Linked DNA regions of Rattus norvegicus: region 2 is linked to region 1. Evidence: chromatin contacts called from public Hi-C data. All regions are on one chromosome and are shown on one strand. Each heading gives the region's core, a stretch centred on a gene start, on an enhancer-like site or on the middle of the called end of the contact. The rest is flanking DNA. Distances are from core to core; before and after follow the strand shown.

Region 1 (6,351 bases), core at 2,375-4,874:
TCAGGAGCAGCTTACACCACAGTGGCTCTGGCAGGAGAACAGCTGCAGATCTGAGCTGCAGACCCCAGCCACTGTTGTCGCTCTGTACTCAGGGTCAGAGACCAGCAAACCAATTTACCCCTGAAGTTGGGAGACATTTGAATTCCAGATGCATGGTTACCACCCCTTTAAAAGGGTCATAGCTAAATGCGATTGGCAGAGAAAAGCAATTCCTGAGTCACCGATTTCAAAGGTAAACCTAGCAACTATAAATCCATATAAGGAGGTTCACGATACACAAACTTACAATACATGGAATCTAGCAGAACTCGTAATCACGGGAAGTATAAACCATTCTGGCCAGAGAGACATTTTTATTGCTCTAATACATGTATTTTAAACAATAAAGAAACAAAAGGGACTGGTAAGATGGCTCAGTAGGTAAAGGCACTGGCTGCCAACCCTGAGTTCAGTCCCAGGAGCCCTCATGATGAAAGGAGAGAATTGACTTCTATAAGTTGCCCTCTGACCTACACATACACCATGCCATGCACACAGACAGACAGACAAACAGACAGACAGACACACACACACACACACACACACACACACTAAATAATAAAAAATGAAATGAAAAAAAGAGAGAAAGAAACTGATAGTTTTGGAGTCAAAAGGAAATGTGCTCTATACTTTATCCAAACTCACCTGCAAACTAGAGAATGACTCCTCAAGGTTCTCGCCCCTTCTCCTCACCCATAAAGGAAATGCCTATGTACGCACAGGAAGAGAATCTAGGCCTCAGGTCTTTGTATTCTGCAAGGCTTGACTTCACATTTCATTCAAGTAAACAATCATAGTCCAAGTTTTCTTAAAATTCATTGTCTTTGTAAAGACACATATCTGAAACTCCCTCCACAAAGAGATCAGAAGTTTAAAGAATCAATTCCAGGTTTCCTAAAGCTGGAGTTAACAAGTACTGCTGGGGCAAAGGGTGAGGGCAGACCCATGTAAACAGAAGCACAGTTGCGAGGTCTGTGCACAGCATGGGCGAGCCAGTTTCAATTACCAGATAATAACGATTTGTACTAACACCTCCTCAATTTCAGAAATAGATCTAAGTGTCTAACCAACTGTCCCTTTTCTGTCAGGTGAAGAGGATTCCCCAAGCTCTGAAAAGGTGACTAAGCTCAGGTATCAAAGAGCCCAGGCAAAATCAGATTGGGGGAGGGAGATTGCACCTTCCAAATGTATATTCCATACTAAGATGATAATTCCACTAGTGAGGCTAAAAGTTGGCGTTACAGAGTACTAAAGCAAATGCTCTTGACAAAAGCCTAATGTTTTACAATAACAAAATCATGTTCTAAAAAATACATACTCAAGCCAGACAGTGCAATTCTCAGCCCAACTCTCAGCCTGCACTCCCAGGCGGAAGCTCCACCCCCACATCCTAACTGGATACTGTGTCACACTCTCTCCATCCTCCAGAGCAAATGTCTACCGGGCTTCTTATGCAAGTTCACCTCACCCCATCTATAGGTAGCACGTGGGTACTGAGGAAAAGTCTTCCCAGTTTCCTTACGTTTCCCAGACATCTACCCAGTCGGGGCTTTTTCCCCTTCAGCTTTTTATGAATACACTTTAATTTAGAACATACAAATTTAACATGTCATATTTTAAGCCAGGCAAGCCACAAGAAATAACTATAAAGGCCAATTCCAATTTCTTTAGCTAATAAGTCTGCCTACTAGGGCAAGACTCGGGCTAGCTGTGAGGTTAACTTGTACAGCAAAAGTACTGAATAAGAACTGGGGCGTGGCAGAGCACACCTGTCATCCAAGCCACTCATGAGGCAGGGAGGACCACAAGTTCAAAGCCTGTTTGAGCTACCCTGTGAGGTCAGCCTCAGCAGCTTAGTGAGACTTCTTTCAAAATAATAAAAAGTGGCTGACTGTTTTGAAATAACAATAAACGAGGCTGGAAATGTAGCTTAGTGGTAGGGTGCTTGTCTACCAAACACCCAAGCCTCTAGGTTTACGTCCCAGATCCGACCCCCTCCAAAACAAAACAAAAACAAAAAAAAAACAAAAATCAAAAAAACAAAACAAGCAAACAAACAAACAAAAAATGTACTTAACCCAGAACATAAAACCTGCTGGGGCCACTGGATCAGTTAACTAGAGGGGCTAGTTTGATGACTAGACTGTACTAGTCATTAAAGAGCAGTGCTGGGAAAAGACGAACCAGCTCTCACCAGGGGAGAAGGAAATGCAGAGGTCTGTGACACAATCCTCAGTATGACTCAGGCAGACGCACAGGGCTACAGATCTTTCCTCAAACGCCGCTGGTCAACCCTTAGGCATGAACAGCCCTGCACAAGCCCAAAATTGAAGATAGACTGTTCCCCCCACCCCTCACCCCCCCTACCCGTATTAGATCCCATCTCTGCCTGTTCCGGAAACCTCTAAACTAACCCCAGCCAGCGATTAACAGCCCGCAGAAATCCATGCGACCTGTAATCACCAAACCCACCCGAGAACTCGACATCCTCCAAAGAAGTCAACGCGCGATGCAGAGCGGAGTAAAATGCAGCTCGCTCACGTTCATCTTTAGAGACCAAAGCCCACTTTCCATATTCGGGGAAAAAATTAAAAAAATAACCAGTTTAAGCCTTACAGGGTTGAGTAGTATGTCTCAAACAGTGCAGCAGTTTGGGATAGTTTCTTCCTTTCGTTCCAATTTGTTAAGACGTTAAATAAATAAATATAAATCCCAGCCTAGGCTGCAGACGCAGGAAACTCAGTCGGGCAGCGGATTAAATGCCCGTCATAAGAAAGCCATCTAGTGTTAAAGTTTAGAAGTGAAACCGCAGACAAAAGGAACATTTCTGGGACTATTTTGAAGTTACTGGGAAAACCAATGAGAATAATCAAGACCCCCCGTTTTCTGCGGGTGACTTGGGTTTCGGGGTGTTTTTCACTCTGCCCTTTCCCCCCTCGCTGCTTGGCCTTCTTTCTTAGAGCCAGCCACCCTTGCGCAGACCGAGTCAACTCTGAGCAGGATCCAAAGCGCCTAAGACCTGTTTTGAACAAAATCAGGTATCGCCGAGCCCCAATTCCTGAGGGCGCACTTGCTGTCCGTTCGCCCGCTCTGACGTTGGCCGGGGCTGAATTAATGTAGCCGAAGCCGGTTAATGACGACAAACGTCTCCCCGAGGGGTGACGCCAAGTTGTCCTCTGCTCTCGCTCTCGGGGAGACGAGCCGAAATTGATTCCTCGGGATACTGCGACCAGGCTCAAATGAACGTGCGGGCGCTGCCGGTCGCTCCCGGACCGCGGTCCTCACCCGCGGAGACGCGAGCCCGCGCGTACAAAGGAGCGGGAGCCCCGGGGGAGCGGCCCGCAAGTTGCGCGCAGCCCGGCAGGTCCGGTCCCCGCGCCCTGCGCACCGCGCCATCGGACGCACCCCGCACCCCTCCCCCGGGCACGCACCTCGGAGCGGCGGTCCTCTGGGCCCCGCCAGGGCCGGCGCGCAGAAGCCAGGGCCTCGCCGCCCGCCGCCGTCCCGCGCTACCCATTGGCGCACTCCCCGCGCGGCCGCTGCGCCCGCGGCTCGAGCTGTCGCCAGGCGCCGCGCTGCGTCCTCGGCCGCCCGGCTCCGTCTGCAGCCGGCTCCCGCCGCCGCCGCCCGCCCCGGCACCGCCCCCACGCGCTCCGCCCCCGCCCATTGGCCGGTGCCCCGACAGGCCCCACCCCGAGCGCGCCGCCCCCTTTCATTGGCCGGTGCCCGGACGGTCCCCGCCCCTAGAGCTCCGCCCACGCCCATTGGCCAGTCGGACAAGCCCCGCCCCGGGCGCTCCGCCCACGCCCACTGGCGCGCCTCCTGGCCAGACTCGCCCCTCGCCGTCGGGCGCGCGCGAGCGTCCTCGGGGGAGCGGTTCTCCCGGTCGCAGTGAGCGCGAGCCCTGAGCTTACAGGGGCAGGCGACCGGCTTCGGAGTGCTCGCAACCCGGGGCTCCCTCGGAGCGACCAATGCTCTTCGGGTGTGGACTCTCAGCCCTACAATGCTTGCACCATATCCGGACCCCTGAGAGTCGCCAAGCCTGGTGAAGCCTGGGGGACGCGCTTGACGCAAAAGTGCAAGCCACAGTTGCGCGGGCCGGGGAACCTGTGCCCAGAGCCAGTCCACGCCTGCTCTCGGTGTTCCGGCCCTGTCTATCCCCGCCGGGAGCCTCACCTGCGGCCCGCTGCAGAAGACCTGCGTTGGGCTCTGTTCTGACCTGCATCCGCACAGGCGGGAGGAGCAGTAAATAAGGCCAGAGCCAGTGGCAGGATTTTCCGAGCCGGCTTCACCTTGCGTCCCCAGAGTCCTGATCCGGTTTGTTTGGGACTTTGAACTCCTCCCTGGGAGAGATAAATGTTAATAATGTTATCTCTCCTTCCCCTTCGCCGTGCTTCCTACTACGGGCACACACCCTGATGAAGTTTAAACAGTGGGCCCCCACCCAAGCGGTATTTCTCCCGGTGCACATTGTCCAATTTCTTATGTATTATTTTATAATACCGGAACAACGCGTAGGAATGGGCCTGGTAAAACATGCCGGCAACCCGGATATGACATTACTAAGCTCCCGAGATTTCCAGACTTTGAGGTCTTTCCGGATGGTCTCCCTATACCTAGTGTTTGCGAAATTGTGTATGCATTCCACAAACACGGGATAAACGACCCGTGCTGCTTGTGCTTCCTGGGAAGCCCTTTTATCAGCCCCTGCTCTGTTAGTGGTGGTGGTAGGGGGTGGGGTGGGGGGGGTGCAGGTTAAACCCAGGCAGAGACTGGAATACAGCACCAGAGAGGAAGGCAGGGCATGGCCATGGGCTCAGGTGTCTGACAGAAAACAAATATAAAATGCCTCTTTTGGCGAGGATAAGGAGATTGCTGAAGTTTCAGAGAAAAATACCAACCATGTAGTATTCAACTGAGCTTGTCTAAAAGCCAGTGTGAGCCAAATTCCTCGGCAGTTAAGAGCACTCCTTGCTTTTGCCAAGGATCTGGCTGCTGTACCAGGCTCCCCGTGGCAGCTCACAACCATCTGTAACTCCGGTTCCAGGGGAATCAGACGCCCTCTTCTGGCCTCTCTGGGCATTGCATTCACGCAGTGAACATGCATGACTGCAAGCGATCTCTCAAGCAAATGAAAGGTAGTGTGAGCTATATCCTAGGTTCATCATCTCCTGTCACTGTCCCCCAAGTCTCCCTCCCTGCCCTTCAAAGACCTCATTACCTTGGGAATTCTTAAGGAAGCAGGCTCTAGGAACCCTTGCCCTACAATTCTTCTACACTTTTTTTAAACTTCTGATGAAGTAATTCCTACATCACTCTTAAGATTTCAAAGCCGTGCCAGCCAATCCAAGGAGTTGAGCTGGCCAGCTATCCTGCCTGCTGCTTGTATCTGTTTTCCTTTTAGCACAGTAAAGCCAGTTTAATTTTCTTAACGAGCCACAAGATTTGACCTACAAGGATACTGGCAGGGCAGTAAAATCCAATGGCTAACTTAGTGAAGATATGGAGCCTCACCTTTACTTCCTCCTTTCCCTTTCTACTAAAACCTTCCTCTTATAGCCTTTCTTTTATTCCAAACGAACAGTCATAATCTGGAACAAACGGGTATTGGTTTTGTGCATAGTTCAGTGTCTGATGATAGACCCAAAGGGCTGGTGGCCACCATAGGAGGCTTCAGGACAAGGAACAGTTTGAGAGCAGGGAGGTGCTCTGGTGCCCACAAGGAGAGCTGGTGTCTGCAGAACAACTTTGGGGAGGGCAGCAAAGGCCTTGCCAGAGCTGTCAGCTGGGAAAGGAAGGAGAGCCTGTTGTGTAGCTTGGCTGAACTGCACTTGCCTGACTGTGTAAAGCTCAGAGTTCCACCGTCAGCTCCAGGAAAAAAAAAAGGAAAAAATTAAAACAGGAGGAGATAAAGAGACAGTGCCAATAAGAGGTGGCACAGGGCCTGCCTGGGAAGCAGCCGTGCCCTCTGGCCTGCCACAGCGTCTCTGCTTATGTAATGCACACAAGGATGCTGTCTTCCTCTGTTAGTCCTGTTTGCTTGTGGTTGGCATTTGTCTTACATGTTCCCCTGTGTACCGCAGTAGAAGCCTCTCACAACAGGGTGTGGCCTTGTAAGTAAAGTAGCAAATGCCAGGACCTGCAACATTTGGGTTTTGGTTTTGGTTTGTTTGGTTTGGTTTGGTTTGGTTGGTTGCTTTTTTGTTGTCATTGTATTGAAACTAGGTATCTCTGTGCAGTTCTGGCTGTCCTGAAGCTTCTATGTAGACCACACTGGCCCTTGTTCACAAAGATCTGTCTGTCTCTGCCTCC
Region 2 (6,351 bases), core at 2,848-5,347, 160 kb after region 1:
GGCAGAGAGGGTCAGCAAATACATTTTTTTTTGATTTATCCAGCTGCAGCTATGACTTATGAAGTGAGCGATGGGGTAGGGGAGGGAAACTGCCAGCATATTTATTTAGCTATTTTATTCGGTTCTTATGTCTACCTCCCTTCCACCACTCCCACCACACACACACACACACACACACACACACACACACACACACACACACACACACACTAGGTAGGAGAGAAAAAGGTAGGAGGAAAAAGGGGACATAGACCTCTTTAGACTTCTTCCTGCTTATTAGGGTTGTTGCTTCCTAGGGGGCAAGTCCAGTTTTCATCGGCACACGATCCAGCAATCTAGCAAACACAGCAGCAGCGGGATCAGCAGCTACCACAGCCCACTCGGGCTCTCCCATTTATGAGTCCCCAGAATTAAACTATCTGCAGCTGGCAAAAATCACAGCCCTGCTAGTGCACAAGGCAAATCATAGTCACCTGCTGTGAAGTGGCCTCTTATCCCACACCTAGGAGTAAAACAAAAACATACTCATATCGCATAACCTTTTTTTTTTTTTTAAAGAAACCAAAATCCTCTCTACAGGGGAACAGTGAAGAAATGCTAGATTCAGGGCTTCTCCACCTGTGGGTCGTGACCTCCTTGGCAAACTATCTCCAAAAAGCCTTACAATTCATAAAAGAAGCAACATTGTAGCTATGAAGTAGCAACGAAAGTAATAATTTTGTGACTGAGAGCCACCATGGCACAAGGAACTGCATTAGGCTTGCACCACTAGGAAAGCTGAGAGTCACTGAAGCATTACAGTTGAGAACAAGATGATGATTCAATGGGTTGGGGATTTAGCTCAGTGGTAGAGTGCTTGCCTAGCAAGTGCGCAAGGCCCTGGGTTCGGTCCCCAGCTCCGAAAAAAAAAAAAAAAAAAAAGATGATGATTCAAGATTGGTCTTTTCAGAACAGAGAAGCCACTGTAGAGGCCAGGGAACAGAATGCTAGCCTAGCTCTCCTGCTCGAGGGTGCCCTGGGGGGTATGTTCAGCGCATTGCTGGGCTACACAGAGCAGGGCAGTCTGCTGCATGGCGTTGTGGGCAGTGGGTGTGAGCCTCTTCTCTTCCCAACAAGTCTTAACTCTGCTCTTCCTTGGGAAAACAAATCAAGGAGCTGGAGGTAGGGGCTTTAGGAAGGGATCCTTCTACCCATGTCAGATCAATATCACACTGGGGTGGCAGAAATCAGGAGTCCAGAATCTCAGGTTTCATCGGATTGTGTAAAACTGTAAAGCCAAGACACAGAGCAGGCTCTGAAGTGCCCCGAGTCGGCTGAAGAGAGGCTCAGCTGCTGAAGTGGTTATATCGTAAAGTTAGGAACCAGGATCCAAACTCCAGAACTCAGGGCTTTAGAAAGGGGGCGTGGCTATAATCCTAGCTTGAGGAGGTGGCATAGGCAGATGCCTAGAGCTCCCTGGACAGGCAGCCTAGCCTACCTGGCAAATTCTGAGCCAGTGAAACACTTTGTCCCAAAAAACCCAATATGGTTAGCACCTGAGAATGAGAGCCGAGGCTGTCTTCTGGCCTCCACATGCTTGTCCACATCCACACACACACAAGTCCACCCCCATCCCACTGGGTCTCAGACAGATGCGGCTTTAAAGTACAGTGACATTGGACCCAGGGAGGGAATCACATCGTGTTGGCTATCTGTGACTTTCAAAGGTCTCGTGTCACACGGTCTGCCTGCAGACTCTTTAACATGTTGTTAAGTAGAGGACTACCTCACCTGGGAGTGGTGGGAGAGGGAGACTCCAGTCCTCTCGTGGGGACAAGCTCAACTCCCCTTTCCTGTGTTATATACCATGCAGATGATTCTGGGAACAGCAGGGCCTGACCACATTCCCAGCATCCCTTTCTCTCTGCTTCTGACTGCAGATGCATTCTGACCAGCTGCCTCATGTTCCTGTCGCTGAGACATCCTGTCACCATGGACTGGACTGACTGTACCTGCACATGGTGAGTGCCCCCCCAAAAGCTTCCTCCTTTGTGCTTTTGTGCTGCTTCGGTCAGGTATTTGAGCCAGCAATGAGAATAGTAATTAGCACAGATGGGCTTAGAGACATTTTCATGAGAAAAGGCTGCATAGACACAAGGATAGTGTTCCTGGATGGATGATGTAGCCCTGGGCAAGCCTCCCCTGTGTGCAAGAGTTTCTCTGTGAGTTTGGTATAATTTACAAAGCTCTTTGAACTGAGCCTTGCCACAGCTCTGTATGAACACTGGCCAATACCACTGGTGAGATATGGGAGACGGTTCAGAGGCGGCACCGAGGACACCGAGGGAGGAGAAGCTTGAGCTAGCCTGGGCTACAGAAAGATCCTGTCTTTAAAGAGAGAATGAGAGGGGAGAGGGAGAGCGCCCAGGGCCCTGCACATCTATGTAGACATTTTCTTTGTTTCCTCTGATATTGATTCTCTACATCTGGCACCGAGGTACGGGAAACAACCCAACCCCCAGCAAGCCTTACAATTCCAGACCTCTTGCCAGTGGTGGAAAGTGCTAGAGGGTTAATATCTAAAATGGATGTTTTGGATTTGAGAAGCACTTAGGAGTCTATACATGTATTCTCTGTGTGATAGGCTCTCCTAGGGGTGACTGCATGCAGGTGCAAGAGGTGGGAGGCAGGTTACCCATCGGGATAGTAAGTGATACACCATTAGAGTAATACAGGGCTGTCCACAGTGCTGGGGTGACAGTGGCAGGTGTGGTTCTTGCCAATCTTCTTAGGCAATTTCTTTTTAAACAGCGGGAAACTGAGCTGTTAGATTGGCATTTGTTGCTGAAGGGAGTCCAAAAGAGTGTGTGTGCGTGCGCGCGCGCTTGCCTGTGCGTGTGTGTGTGTGTGTGTGTGTGTGTGTGTGTGTGCGCTCGCGCTTGCGTGTGTGTGCGTGTGTGCGTGTTACATACACAAACCAGTGAGGGTAAGGATTCCTGGAAATGGCTTTCTCATCCAGGATGGAGGGTGACGGAGCACAAGCCCAGCTGGACACATGCTCGACTGAAAGGGTTTTCAGGTACATTGGGCCCAAGGCCACTGCCACTTCATTTGCTGGTGGAATGAATCTCTCGACTAAGATGAGGATCGGCTTACTGTCTCTCGGGGAGAGCCATAGGAGGTTGTTGGTTAGCAGTCAGGAGTGGAGGTATGAAGCAGAGGTGGGGGCTTCGGGGCATGGTTGGGGATAGGAAGTCTGTGGGCAGCAACCTGGGCGGGCTTGAAAACCTCCTGCAAACAGGTTGCGGTTCTCAGGACCAACGCCAGTTATTCCAGTCTACAGGAGGCCATTGTTTTGGGCCAAGCTGCTAATCAAGACCCTAGCAGTCCAGACCAGGCCGGAATGGAATCAGTCACTAACACTAAGGGTGACCATCAAATCGAGCTTTGAAAAAACTGCTTTGGGCTAGTTTCCCCCAAGCAGGGGCATCCCAGTCAACTGAATGAACTCAGTGTGGAAGTTCTATTTCAACCATGTAAGGAGAGAACTTCGCAGAGGGACCTCCCCCCCTTTTGTTCTTGTTTCTACTTTCCCCAGCCCTTTCTGCCGCTCAGCTCAGCTAGCTGGAGGCTCCTTCTACATCCAGGTTGCAATAAAAAACTAAATCAGACCTTTAAACTAGACCCTTGCTACCTTATCTCAGATACTCATCTCAGGAGGTGGATGCCAGGATAAACTGAGGTTGACTGCTGACTGCTCCACAGCCAAGTGAACACTGTACATGGAGTTCAAATCCCACCAAGGGCTGTTCCTTTAAGGAGGGTTTCTATTGCTACACAGGAGCTAACTTGCAGCCTGGGGTGGAGGGTCTCAATTACAGAACTCAGATACTTAAGTAGCAATAGCAAAGAATCTGGCATTCCCACGCATGCGTCCGTGCAGATATCTCAGGTGAGTCTGGCACACAGGATCGTTCCCAGAGCCTGCAGGCAGCCGCTGCCATATAGCACCAGGAGCAGGGACGAACGCGCATGCGTCGTGTGTGTTAGGAGGGGGCGGGGAGGTGGAAACGCATGCGCGACCACGGGGCGGTGCTTTCGCGGCCGGCAGGGGCGTGACCTTCAGCGTAAGGGGTTGGGCCTGGCCTGCAGGTATAACCGGACCAGCCCGCACCAGGACCCCCATGCACATGGCGCAGCATGTGTTCCTCACCGGGTCCCCAGGTGACCTGGGGCCTGCGGGACTTGGCGGGGAGGTAGTGTGCCTGGATCTCTCTCTTAGGTCTCCGGCCTGGCTTGGTGTATTGCAGCCCGGCGGGAAAGAAGGCCAGGAGGACAGCGGAGCACTGGTTTCAGGTCCCCCAGTATCGGTTGTCACCGGTCTCTGAGGCCCAGCTGTACTCTTTGGAGTTAGTTGAGCAGGCAGAGGCTTCGGGAGGGAGCAGAGGACCGTTGTAGGAGGCGCGCCAGCCTTGCACAGCCTGCCCTACATTTGAAATCTGTGTACAGTTGTGTCCCCAGCTTCCTGCTGTGGAGTTCATCTGGAGCCATCGTCCATACCTATGTTCAGGAGAGGTTTAGTGAACACCGGACTCACATGCTTACCCCCACCCCCACCCAGAGCCAGGGAGAGCTGTCAGTCCTTGATTCGCACCACACCCCTGCCTCCTGTCTTCGAGTTAGTTTGCCCCTTGCGCCGCAGGCCTCACTTCACTCCGGTGTGTCTTTGGAGTCCCCAGGCTTTTGTGCACTCTGCCTGCTGGTTTGCTTATCACTAATTATCCCCAAACGGTTTGGCTTTCCAAGCCTCTCTAGCAAGTATCGAGACTTATGAAAGAAAGCATCCTTTGTCAGCATCCTTGCCTCTTCCCAAATATTGACCAGCAGCTGTAAGTCATCTTAGAGGGGACTCTCTGGTTACTCACTCAGCCCAAGCAGCCTTCTGCTAGAGCTGAAGAGGCACAAGGGAGGTTGGGGAGGGGCTCTGACCCACGTGCTTCTTTTTTATGCTTTGATCAGCTGTTCTTAACATACTGGTCCCTGTGAGGAGATAGCCTCTGGGATCAGGAGCTGCTGGGCTGCTGTGTGTTTTTTTGGAAATACGAGTATACGGAGTTTGAAAATTAGATTTATTTCTGTGTGTGAGTGTATGCGCAGGTGTGGAGGTCAGAGGACAACTTTGGGGAGTTGGTTCTCTCCTTCCACTAGGTGGGCCTCAGGCTTGGAGGCAAAAACACCTTTACCCCATTGAAGCATCTTGCTGGTCCATAAATATACTCTCCTCCTCTTACAATAAAAGTGCTGCCTGCTTAGTATAAGAGCAGAAATGAAGTGTTAAGAAAGTGACAGACCTTTGGTTGGTGTCTGGGGGAGGGGGACAGGGACAGCGACAGCGTTTGGGATTTAAATAAAAGAATGACAGACCAACAGGCAGGCAGACTGAAGGGGCTAGTCCCAGGGAACTCCACCCTCTGGAACTAAGCCTGGGACCTTTTGTTCTGTATTGTTCTAGACTTCATCTGCAGTGGACGCAAACTTACTTTTGCTTAAAATCTGTAAAAATTATACTGCAGCCCTCTGGCCCACCACCGCTGATCCACCCTTGCAGCCAGGCTTCCTGCTCTAAAGGCTTAACAACCTCCCCACTCAGGACCATCTGCCTGATCAGACACTTGTGTGGCTGGAGGGATGCTTCAGATTTAAACCAGAACAGAGCTTAAGTTTAGGAGGAAAGGAAGCCCCCGATACATCCCGGGACTGTGTTAGAAATAAACTTACCACTGTGCTTGCCTCTGCTTGGGGTTGGAAATTCCTCACCCCTGGTAATCAGGCAGGTAGTGCCATTCCCAGCTTGTTCTGTTCCCAGCCATTGCTTTTGCAGGCCGGATGGACTTGGCAAGGTAAAAAACCTCTCGACCTGTCTTCTTTCCTTGTTTCTTTCAGGGGTTGGCAAGACAACCTTGATCCAGAAAGCCATCACGGTCCTACAGTCTTCTGGGCTGCCTGTAGATGGATTTTACACACAAGAAGTCAGGCAGGGAGGGAAGAGGATAGGATTCGATGTCGTCACCCTGTCTGGTGCCCAGGGGCCTCTGTCCAGAGTTGGGTACTGGTATTTTGTTTCTGCGGGGTTTTGTCTCTAGCCTGGCCTCAGTACTTCTTGGGAGCATTTCTTCTCTGTGTGAGTGTACATGCATGTGGCCCATATGTCCATACAGAGGCCAAACAGGGGCACATGGTGTCCTGCTCTGTTGTTCTCTGCCCTAGTCCCCGAGACAGGGAGTCTCACAGAACGTGGAGTTGGCATGGGGGCCAGTCCCAGAAGTGTCGTGGGCAAGCCTCTATCGCTAAGTTATATCCCCCAGCCCTCTG

Evidence for each region. Hi-C and Micro-C count contacts between places; a contact is called where the count stands out from the background.
Region 2: a contact with region 1 is called in a Hi-C map of hepatocytes, with 2.1 times the contacts expected there. The contact joins the promoter of Ntpcr here to the promoter of Sipa1l2 in region 1. A contact is called at or near these places in 8 of 12 Hi-C or Micro-C datasets (the A7r5 cell line, frontal cortex, hepatocytes and 4 more).

What each region holds. Positions count from the first base shown.
Region 1 is chr19:70,434,149-70,440,499 of GRCr8, forward strand. Sipa1l2 (signal-induced proliferation-associated 1 like 2) reads right to left here and starts at 3,625. Exons shown (of 23, transcript NM_001009704.2): 1 at 3,471-3,625.
Region 2 is chr19:70,594,719-70,601,069 of GRCr8, forward strand. Ntpcr (nucleoside-triphosphatase, cancer-related) reads left to right here and starts at 4,098. Exons shown (of 5, transcript NM_001134573.1): 1 at 4,098-4,203; 2 at 5,923-6,085. The coding sequence starts at 4,164.